Linked DNA regions of Sus scrofa: region 1 is linked to region 2. A link is a contact called in public Hi-C data. All regions are on one chromosome and are shown on one strand. Each heading gives the region's core, a stretch centred on a gene start, on an enhancer-like site or on the middle of the called end of the contact. The rest is flanking DNA. Distances are from core to core; before and after follow the strand shown.

Evidence for each region. A called contact is a pair of places that touch in the nucleus more often than the background predicts.
Region 1: a Hi-C map of epiblast stem cells shows a contact between it and region 2, with 2.3 times the contacts expected there. The contact joins the promoter of DHODH here to the promoter of AP1G1 in region 2. A contact is called at or near these places in 2 of 47 Hi-C or Micro-C datasets (epiblast stem cells and liver) and 1 of 2 datasets of contacts at active chromatin or transcription factors (alveolar macrophages).

Annotation. Positions count from the first base shown.
Region 1 is chr6:14,938,599-14,944,536 of Sscrofa11.1, reverse strand. DHODH (dihydroorotate dehydrogenase (quinone), mitochondrial) reads right to left here and starts at 1,639. Exons shown (of 9, transcript XM_021093829.1): 1 at 1,552-1,639. The coding sequence starts at 1,572. The region is part of intron 3 of LOC102158108 (a long non-coding RNA gene); the gene reads left to right.
Region 2 is chr6:14,807,211-14,812,469 of Sscrofa11.1, reverse strand. AP1G1 (AP-1 complex subunit gamma-1) reads left to right here and starts at 2,649. Exons shown (of 24, transcript XM_003126897.6): 1 at 2,649-3,060.

The DNA of each region.
Region 1 (5,938 bases), core at 390-2,889, 130 kb before region 2:
ACAATAAAATGTACCTGTCACACTAGAATTTCTAAGTAGAGGTTTAAACACCAGACTCATTACCTAGGTGACTCATGCCCTACCATTTATGGGTCAAAATACATATTTTATTATAAATTCATTTCTGTTTTACATCCAAGTTAGGACATTACATTTCAAGATAACAAAGTTGCAAAAAAAAAAATTTTTAAAGGACTGTCGGGTCTTCTAGGATCAAGCTCAGATGTTGCTCATAATGCTTTTCTCTATCACTGCCAGATGCTGAATTACTAATCCATTAATGCGATCATTCAGTGCATAGTGACTGAACAAAGATGGCCTAAACCTACCAGGCCCTGTCTTTTTTTTTTTTTTTTTTTTTTTTTTTTTTTTTTTTTGTCTTTTTTGCCATTTCTTGGGCCGCTCCCTCGGCATATGGAGTTTCCTAGGCTAGGGGTCGAATCAGAGCTGTAGCTGCCAGCCTACGCCAGAGCCACAGCAATGCTGGATCCGAGCCATGTCTGCAACTTACACAACAGCTCACAGCAACACGGGATCGTTAACCCGCTGAGCAAGGACAGGGATCGAACCCGAAACCTCAGGGTTCCTAGTCGGATTCACTAATCACTGAGCCACGACGGGAACTCCTATCAGTCCCTGTCTTAATGAGAAAGTACAACCTCAGGAGGAGACAAATCGATGATCATGCAGACGTAACTGTGACAGTGCTATGAAAAAGAGCAAAGGGTGATGGCAGAACCTACCCAATCTGAGAGGTAAGAGAAAGGCTTCCTTGAGGAAGTGCCTTAAAGCCGATGTTCATAGGATAAATAGAAGTTACTTTGGGATGGCTGTGTGTACAGGGGATGGGGATGGCTGTGTGTACAGGTTTTCTCTCTGGCTGCACAGGAAAATGAGCTGCATCCAAGTAATGAGGGATGGGGAAAGGTTTATCTGGAACCAAGGAGTGAGGAAAAGTATGGCTTAAAAAGCTGGGGAGACAGGCAGGGATTTTTGGCCAGCATAAAGATGTGTTTTGTTCCCTAAACAAGGGAGTAATAAAGACCTAATCCGATGTGCCTTTAAGGATCATTCCTAGCCATCAACATAGCTGCAGCAGTTACTTTCTTGCTTCTAGACTCCAGATTGTAGGAACGCCCCTCAGGTCGATCAACAAATAGCTGAGCGCCGTTACACAGACCCTGCCCTAAAATTTTATCTAAAGGGGTTGGGGCCGTGTCTTACTAAAGTTAGTTCCAGGTTGGATCCAACACAGGGGGCTAGGCGGTCCTGTATTCACTAGCGTCCCTATGCCAGGCTTAACAAAGGCCCGAGTGCGCTGACACAGATCGGCTTACATTTGCCATTTACACACAGTGACCAAGCACACGTGTAAATGCACACGCACGATCATTTGCAGCTGCCCTCACAGTCAGACAATGTGCCAAAGAGGTCTATGCTCTTGGAGCGCCTCTGGTCCACACCTGGCCCAGGCTAGCCCTCCATCCTCCCCTCGGTCCGCATCCCAGTAGTCCTCCCTCTCAGCTGTACATCAGCACCAGCTGGACTCACTTTGAGCTGTCGCCACGCCATGCTTCTTCCTCCACTGGGCCCGCCTCTGTCTCGTTTCCATTGGAGAGGATGGTGGTGAGTCCTCTAATCCCCGCCCCTTTTCCGACTCACCAATCGCCGGGCAGGAGGGTGGGGCTGGCTTCCTCCGAGGCGGGAAAAGGCCCTGCTCTGCCCTTAGGAGCTGGTTGGACGCTTTGCGCGATGATCACGCCTCTTCCGCCAGCAAATTCGACCTCCCGGCGTCTGGGCGGAGAGTCGCCCAGGGGCAGAGCGCTCAGCTAGGGCGCGTGCGAACTCTTCTGTGGTTTGTAATCTGGACGTTCTGACTGCTTACTGGTTGGTTCTTTGAGTCTGAACAACACTCTAACCAGTTTTTTTTGGATCATTTAAGTTAAACATTTTGGTGGAGTGCTTGTGCTTTAGGTAAAGAATGGATTGAGAGTATATCTGGGAGTTCCCATCATGGCTCAGTGGTTAATGAATCTGACTAGGAACCATGAAGTTGCGGGTTCGATCTCTGGCCTCACTCAGTGGCTTAAGAATCCGGCAACTGAGCTGTGGTGTAGGTCGCAGACACAGCTCGGATCTGGCGTTGTTGTGGCTCTGGGCTAGGCCAGTGGCTACAGCTCCGATTAGACCCCTAGCCTCCCTAAAAAGAACGAAAGACACCCCCCCCAAAAAAAAGCCTAAAACGTATGTATGTTTATAAGGGTGTCAGGAAATGAAGACTTACTGAACTTTGAAAACTGAAAATGTCCTGGCACCAATCTCATTGTAGCCCCGACTGAGTCCTCTGCTCAGAAAGCTTGTACCTAAATAGCAAACTCTTATTTTCTTGGTATTTGAAACGTTTTAGTTCCCACTACTGACCCTCCCCATCCCCCCCCCCCACAGAGAGCATTATTTCTTTATAAAGCTGCTGTCTCACTTCTATGTGTTTATTCTGATGGATTCATCTGCCAAGGTGCCTATTTTCATCTTTTTTTTTAATATTTGTTTTTTTTTAACTCGGGGAATATTAAATTGAATTGTACAACCATCATCACAACCTAACTTTATGTTTCTGTCCCAAATCCACAGCCCATCTCTCCTGGCCCCAACCTGCCCCTTTTTAAGGTTTTTAAATGTCTGTGAGTCAGTTTGTCTTGGGCAAATAGCATATTGTATCCTTTTTTTAAAATTACTTATTTAATCTTTTTAGGGCTGCATCAGTGGCCTATGGAGGTTCCTATGCTAGGTGTGAAATCTGAGCTGTAGCTGCTGGGTAGTCATCTTGGTTGGAGGTTTTTTCATCACGTTAAGCATATCATGCCACTCCCTTCTGGTCTGCAGAGTTTCTGCTGAAAAATCTGCCATAACCTTATTGGGGTTCCCTTGTATGTTATTTGTTTCTTTTCCCTAGCTGCTTTCAATATTTTCTGTTTGTCTTTAATTTTGGTCAGTTTGATTAATACGTGTCTTGGGGCATTCCTCTTTGAGTTTATTTTATATGGTAACTCGTTGTGCTCCCTAGATTTGAGTGAGTGGTTCCTTTCCCACGTTAGGGAAGTTTTTGGCTATTATCTCTTCAAATATTTTTTCTGTCCCCTTCTCTCTCCTTCTTCTGTCACCCCTATAGTACAGATGTTGGTGCGTTTAACATTGTCCCAGAGTTCTCTGAGACTCTCTTCATTTGTTTCCAATGTTTTTTCTCTTTTCTGTTCCACATCCAACTGTATTTCCCCTAATCTGTCCTCCACCTCGTTTATTCGTTCTTCTGCCTCCTATATTCTGCTGTTAGCTGCTTCTAGTGAATTTTTCATTTCAGTTATTGTATTTTCCATCTCTGCTTAAGTTTTTTTTTTTTTTTTTTTTGGTCTTTTTGTCTTTTTGTTGTTGTTGTTGTTGTTTCTTGGGCTGCTCCCGCGGCATATGGAGGTTCCCAGGCTAGGGGTTGAATCGGAGCTGTAGCCACCGGCCTACGCCAGAGCCACAGCAACGCGGGATCCGAGCCGCGTCTGCAACCTACACCACAGCTCACGGCAACGCCGGATCGTTAACCCACTGAGCAAGGGCAGGGACCAAACCCGCAACCTCATGGTTCCTAGTCGGATTCGTTAACCACTGCGCCACGACGGGAACTCCTCTCTGCTTAAGTTTTATGTTTTATCTCTTTGCTCAGTGTTTCCCATAAATTATCCATCTTTGTCTCCAGTTTATTTCCAATGTCTTGCATCATCTTCAGCATCAATGGTCTAAAGTCTTTTCCCTGGAGGCTGAGAATCTTCTGATGACTTAGCTGTTTTTCTGGGTTTTTTTCTTTCTCCCTCATCTGAGTTATAATTCTGCCTTTTCATTTTTACAGGTTTTTGGTGTGGTGATCTTTTTACAGATAATAGAGTTGTAGCCTCTTACTTCTGGCGTCTGCCCCCCTTGTGGCTGAAGTTGATACAGGGCAGGCTTGCTGTAGGCTTTCTGATGGGAGTGGCTGGTGCCTGCCCTTTGGTCTGGGGAGCTGATTCCTATCCCTCTGGTGGGTGGGGCTTTGTCTCTGGGTGAGATTAGAGGCAGCTGTGTGCCTGGGGGCGGGGGGTCTTGGGGCTGCCAGTTTACTGAGGGGTGGGGCTGTGATCCCACCTGGATTGTTGTTTGACCAGGGGCTTCTCAGTGCTTATGGGTGGAGCCAGATTTTCCCAAAATGGCCACCTCCAGAGAAAGGCATGCTGCTGAATATTCCCAAGAGCTTTGCTTCCAATGTTCTTCCCCCACAACAAACCACATTCACCCCTGTTTTCCCAGGAGGACCTCCACGAACTGAGTCAGGTCTGACCCAGATTCCTATGGAGACTTGCTTTGCCCTGGGACCCAGTGCATGTGAAAGTCCGTGTGTGCCTTTTAAGAATGAGGTCTCTGTTTTCCCCAGTCCCGTGGAGCTCCTGTGCACAAGCCCCACTGGCCTTCAATGCCAGATGCTCCAGGGGCTCTTTCTCCCAGTGCCAGATCCCCACATGTTAGGTTTTAATGTGGGGCTCAGAACTTTCACTCCTGTTAGGTGAGTCTCTGTGATACAGTTACTTTCCAGTCTGTGGGGCGTCCCACCTAGGAGGTATGGGGTTGCTTATATCACGTAATCACCCCTGCTACCTTTTGATGTGGCCTCATCTTTGTCTTCTAGAGTAGAATATATTTTTGAAAGTTTCCAGTCCATTTGGTTGAAGATTGCTCAGCATTTGGTTGTGAATTTTGTTGTTTTTAGGAGAGAAGTTGAGCCCCAGTCCTACTATTCCACCATATTAAAAAAGAAAGGGGGGGGGAGCCCAGGATTGATGAAAGTGTCTTGGACCAGACTGTAGCCATGGATGAATTCTACTGTCAGAATTGTTTAATCCTTGTAGTAAAGAAATTTTCTTAGCATGATTCTGATTTTTGCCTCGAATGTGATGTTACATGTATACATTTTTCTTGGCTCAGGAAAGTTTTATTCTACGTTTATCCCCTCTAGTTCATTTGCTCTGATTTTGTCCATAAGAAATACCAGTTATCCCTGTAGTATCCGATGGTTTCTGCCCTCCATGTTTTTCCTGTCTAGAGAACGCCTCACACTGACCTTGCGTACCGCTGATACGACTTTTCCACGAGTCCTGTTGTGTGTTACCTCCAACATGGATTTTAAGTTTTCTGTAGCATTTTTGGTTTTCTTAAAATCCTCAAATACCATTAATTCTCTTTTAATCTACCTCATTCTTGTGCATTTTAGCTTCACTTTGTTTATCTTCTAAGTCTTTCTGTTTCAATTAAGGACGTTTGATGGCTTTCTGAAGTGTTTTCCTGGATTTTGCTGTTCATAATTTTCAGAGGTGTACATTTTCCTCTGAGTCTTTTGGAGGCAATTCCCAGGTTCTGAAGTGCTATTAGTAGGCTTCCTTTTGTTTATTTTTCCCTATCTTTAAGGCAAGATGTGCCAAAACAATGTTTGTCTACGAATAAGAAATTGGATCACCCTAAGATGAGCAGCCTTTTGGCTTGTTTAGTGGTCATAAGCCCTCACTGGATCTGCAGTTGAAGTTCAGGGTCAGTTCCCTCTGCTCAGGGAGCGATCATCCTAATGACCCGAATCTGAGGTGCTGGTTTAGTGAATTCTACGTTCATAACTTCAGTTTGCATGTTGTTGGATACTAGTACACCCATTCTCCAGATGAGAAAACAAAGAGGTTAAGTCACTTGCTCAAGGCTACATACTTTTAGTAAAGACAAGCCAGCTCTGGACCCCAAGTCTTTGACTCAGAATCCAGTTTCTGGAGTTCCCATCGTGGTGCAGTGGTTAATGAATCCGACTAGGAACCAGGAGGTTGCGGGTTCGGTCCCTGCCCTTGCTCAGTGGGTTAAGGATCCAGCGTTGCCATGAGCT
Region 2 (5,259 bases), core at 1,400-3,899:
TAACGCTGGATCCTTAACCCACTGAGTGAGGCCAGGGATCGAACCCATGTCCTCATGGATACCAGTTGGATTCCTTTCTGCTCAGCCATGACGGGAACTCCATGATATGCTGTAATTTATTTATCTGAAATTTGAGATTATGTTTGAGCAGACGGGGGATTAAGTCTTCCCAAGCTTTAATAGCTAGCCACAGAAACCAAAGACCCCAGGATAGTGACGATTATGCTTTATATTGGGTCAATTGCTTTTAATTTTCAGTTGCATTAGTGGAGGAATTTGGTGATTATAAAGTAAAAAATATATGAAGGGGATTTATACTTTATGATGTTTGTCATCATTTTTTCTTTAATGTTCTGCCACTTGGCCTGGTAGAGTAGGAGTTCCTTCCCCTTTCTTAAGAGTATGGTTTAAATTTTGTGGTTTGCAATGGTAAACACAAATTCAACTTATAAGTAAATTGTGACTTGCAAACAGAACACTTTAGCTGACTGCTTTGCAACCGGCAAGCACCCTACTTTTATAGGAACCTCATATTTTACTTTAGCATGCGTTCATGCGTAGCTATGCCTCAAAGAAAACTGTGTTGGCATTATCATGGTATTTTCGTTTTACACTTTTCTTTTTTCTTTTTGTCTTTTTGCCTTTTCTAGGGCCGCTCCCATGACATATGGAGGTTCCCAGGCTAGGGGTCCAATCGGAGCTGTAGCCACCAGCCTATGCCAGAGCCACAGCAATGCGGGATCCGAGCCAAGTCTGCGACCTACATACACCACAGCTCACAGTAGCGCCGGATCCTTAACCCACTGAGCAAGGCCAGGAATCGAACCCGAAACCTCAGGGTTCCTAGTTGGATTCGTTAACCACTGGGCCATGATGGGAACTCCCATTTTACACTTTTCTTTAGTTGCCCTGTGATCCAGGGCTGCACTGTAGAGCAGTGCAAGGAGGGGGTATGAGGTGACTGAATTCCTTAAGCATTCTCTCCAAATGATTTGCTCTCGGTTGATACCACCCTAAGTATGGGAGAGGGGTGGGTGGATGTATATTATTTTCTAATTCATAAGGTAGCACCATGTAGAACCCCAATGGGTTAGGGAGTGGGAGAGTAGTTCAGCAAGTCACAGCTTTTCTGAGTCTGTCTCCTTATTTGTAAAACAAAGCTCTTTTTTTTTTTTTTTTAAAGCTGCACTGGCGGCATATGGAAGCTCCCAGGCTAGGGGTCAAATTAGAGCTGCAACTGCCGGTTTATACCTGGTCTGTGACCTACACCACAGCTTGGGCACTGCCAGATCCTTAACCCATTGAGTGGGGCCAGGGATTCAAGCTGCATCCCACGGATAGTAGGTTTGTAACCTGCTGAGCCACAATGGGAACTCCTAAAACTAAGCTAGTCCGACTCAGGAGGTGGTCATGTGGGTCAAATTAAATTATATATATGAAGAACTTATTATATACAATGCAATATCAATATTTAATAAAAATGATGTTACTATTATTACACTCTTGGTCTCCTTTCTTTCCAGCCTTGGCATGCCCCAATTGTTCAAGAGCAAAATTGTAAGGTGGCCCTACTCAATTTTTGTAAAATGCTTTGAAATCCCTTCCTGAAAATGGCTAAGGAAAAAAACCTCCTGTCTATGACAGGTCCTAAACTCAAGGTTTGTGGTTGATTCAGCTCTTTGTCATCTAGCTAGGTGCTGTGCTTTGTTCACTTTTGGGGATATTCTATTGCCATTCTACCTGAATGATTTTAGTTTAGATAGGTCACCTTTCCTTTAAACAGGCCAAGATATCATGGTAGTCTTTATGTGCACGTGGAAAATATTCGTGTAAGGTGTTAGTAATTATTTATCAAGCCAGGACCTGGCTGATGCCTCAGGTTGGCCTGTATAGTTGGCCTGTCTTTGGCGCAGGTCATCATGGCATGGAGTCAGTGAGAAGGCACACTCTGAAAGGTTTTAGCTATCGATAGTCCAAATCCTCTTTTTTTACATGAGAAAACTGAGTCCCAGAGACTTTAAATGTCTTGTTCAATGCAGGAGGTTGAGAGATGATACTGGGGTTGGAATCTGTTCTTCTGTGTCTTCTGCTTTTTTTTTTTTTTGTTTTTTTTTTTTGCTTTTTAGGGCCGCATATGTGGCATATGGAAGTTCCAAGGCTAGGGGTCCAATCTGAGCTACTGGTCTAAGCCACAGCCACAGACAGCAAGGAAGGATCCCAGCCGCGTCTGCAGAGTACACCACAGCTCATGGCAACTCCGGATACTTAACCCACTCATATCCTCATGGACTCTAGTCGGGTTCACAACCCGCTGAGCCACAACGGGAACTCCTTCTAACTCTATTTTCACAAAATACGTTCCAAGGTGCCATAAAACCTCAGAGTCCAAGATCACTTGGAGTATGTTTCTGAAATTAAACCTAAAGAGAATGCTAAGGTCTCAAAGAAGATAGGAAAAGAATCTAGGGTTCTCATGGCATAGGACCCACTTAGCCTAGCTCAGAGTTCTCCGCCCCCACCTGCCTCGGCTCTCCACTTCCTCCGCTACCTTGCAAGCCCCACCCTCTTCAGGTGGCCCCGCCACTTCCTGGTAGCCCAGCTTCCCCACCCCCTACCCCAAGCGGAACCAATGTCCCTGGGCCCCGGGGTCGACCGGATCTTTCTTGCTCCTACTCTTCGCAGCGGTGACTCGGCAGCAGCGTCTCGCGTCATCAGTGACAGCCCCGAATTTTGCTACGCTTTGCGTCGCTCTGCCAGAGCAGTCACCTCCTCCTTGGCAAATAGTCCTCGGTGGGGTCCGAGTTCCTGGATAATAAGAGGGGGGAGGCACGAGAAATTGCAGCCAGGGGACAAGGGATCAACAAGCAGAGGGAGCTAGGGACTGAAGTTTCTGCGATAGTGTGCGAAGTTAGTTAAAAAAAACTCCCTCCCTCCTAAGAATCCTTCCGCCTGCAGTAGCGGTGGTGAGGCTGAGGGAGCCGCCATTTTGGATGTTCGGTTCCTGCTGCCACTGCTGCCGCCGCCCCCGAAGCTGCTGGTTTCATTCGAGGTTTCGGGCCGGTGAGTGTCACTCGTGGCGCTAAGAGCATACTGCTTTTTTTTGCCCAGTGCCTGTCAAGAGCGCTCGGCCGGAGACTTCCTGTCAATTCTAGGGGTCCGGTCCCAGGCCGTGGGGGGTGAGAAGAGAGGACGGAGGCTGAGCCTGTAGGGGCCCGGAGCCCCAGGAGCTCCTCGACTTCTTGAGGGCCGACCCCGAGGCCTCGGACCGGGAGGCTCTGCGCGCGGCCGCCTTCCGTGCTGCGGCGTTGCCCGGCTGGTGTGGGCCTTCTTGAACCCATTGACTTTCTCAGGCTGAGATCCTTCTTTGAGGGCTCATTCAGAAAGCCTAGGGTTAGCGGGGCGGGTCCCACCTCGGGCGGGTCCCACCCCCGCGTGTCTTCTCTGTGCCACGTATCAGCGTTCTTGTATCTTGTACCCTTGTCAGGTCTTTCGTAGAACTCTCATCGGCGTTTCCAAATGCTTCGTTAGTCGCTGTCTGCACCTGCATTGCTGTTCTCTTAGAACCGGACATTGGCCTCGCCTCTCTCTAACCTTCCTACCAACTTCTTTCCCAGTTTTCCGGGTGTTTCTTTTTCATTTTCTTTTTTTCTTAAACTCATCTGCCAATACACTGCTTATCTTCTCTCAAACTCCTGATCCTGTAGGTGTCAACTACTAATAATTCTCTCGGTCTTCTTAACTGTTGGGGAGAGTCAGGACGGTTGGTTGTGTTTCCCTGTTAGGGTTTTGTTGTAGGAGACGGGTCGAACCACTCGCTCAGAGTGTAAATATTTGTAAAGCTAATGAAACGGCTTTGCGGAGAGGAGGTGGTAGGGAGAGGCTGTCAAATGTTTTCGCATTTGTGGGGTTCCCTTCCCATGCTGAACACTTAACTTTTGGGTACTTTTTGATATTTATGTATGGTGTATATCATTGCCTATGAAAATCTACCTGTGAAAAAGAATTTCAATCTGACATAGATAGAAAGGAAAGTAACTTTTTCGGCTGCTCTGGGCATTGCTTAACAGAAGAGAGGAGTGAATGAACATATCTTAGTGACCTTAACTTTCAGTTGGTTTGTACAGTAATGTTCTTTGTTGGCTGATTCTAAAAAAGTACTTGGATTAATTTCGTGTATTGTATTTTTCTGGGGATAGTTGGATTTTAAATATCCGCTTTCATTATTCCCCATAATACTTGTCAGACTGTATACACCTTAACTTTTTTGGTTTAAAAATATAGACTCCCCAGATACCCATAATCTTACTTTTATTTTGCTCTTAACATGTTTATATTATAGCGTGCTTGAATAAAAGGCATTTCACAGTAATTCACTGATTATTTCCTACATTTCAAGTTAGGTGAGTGTTATTGAGTCACTTGTATTTCATCTCAGCCTGGATTTTTACATCTGCAAAAGAATAATAACTGACTTGAAATTGTAGCCTAGTGATTTAAACTTAGATTTATAACTTGAACTGGGTCAGATTTTTTAGTACTTCTAATCCATTTATAAGTGTATTATTCTTATCCTCAGGTTATTATCAGGTAGATAAATTCCGCTGCTAGTCATGTTTTCAGAAGAGTGAATGTTTTCATTGTAAATAGTGTTTTTGTTATTTGTTATAAGGAGACTTTACAAAAATACATTAGTTACTATTTGTGTATTTACTCTGAAGCTGTGGAGTTTCTCTTTTCCTTGAAAGAACTGTCAAACAGAACATAGATGGAATCCTCACTCATTTACTAAGTATCCTCTTGTAGTTGCTACTGACATATTCCATTTTTGAGTTCCACTTTAAAAACAAGGTATTGGAAGAACTATCACATAGGTATTATTTACTCGGTTTATTTCATGGAATTGTGTACTGGTATTTAAATACCATTCATTCTTAGGTGGTTTGTGTTCAGTTGGAGAAAGTGTCCTTTTGCTTTGCAAATGATAAGCAAAACACCATCGATTGATTAGCACAGACTTGAGTATCTACTTTGTCTAAAGAGGTTGAGATTGTACTTGAAATTAACATCATTTAGGAAACCTCAATTTATTTTCTTTTGGAAGCAATTGCTGTTCTCTAATCTGTTTCACTGACAGGAGTTCTAGATTTGGAGGTGTATTTTAGAGTGAAACTATAAAGTACAAAAATTGTCAGCAGTGCCTTTGTGATACTTAATTCCACTATTTATTTTTAAAGTCTTGAAATCAATCATGTACAAACA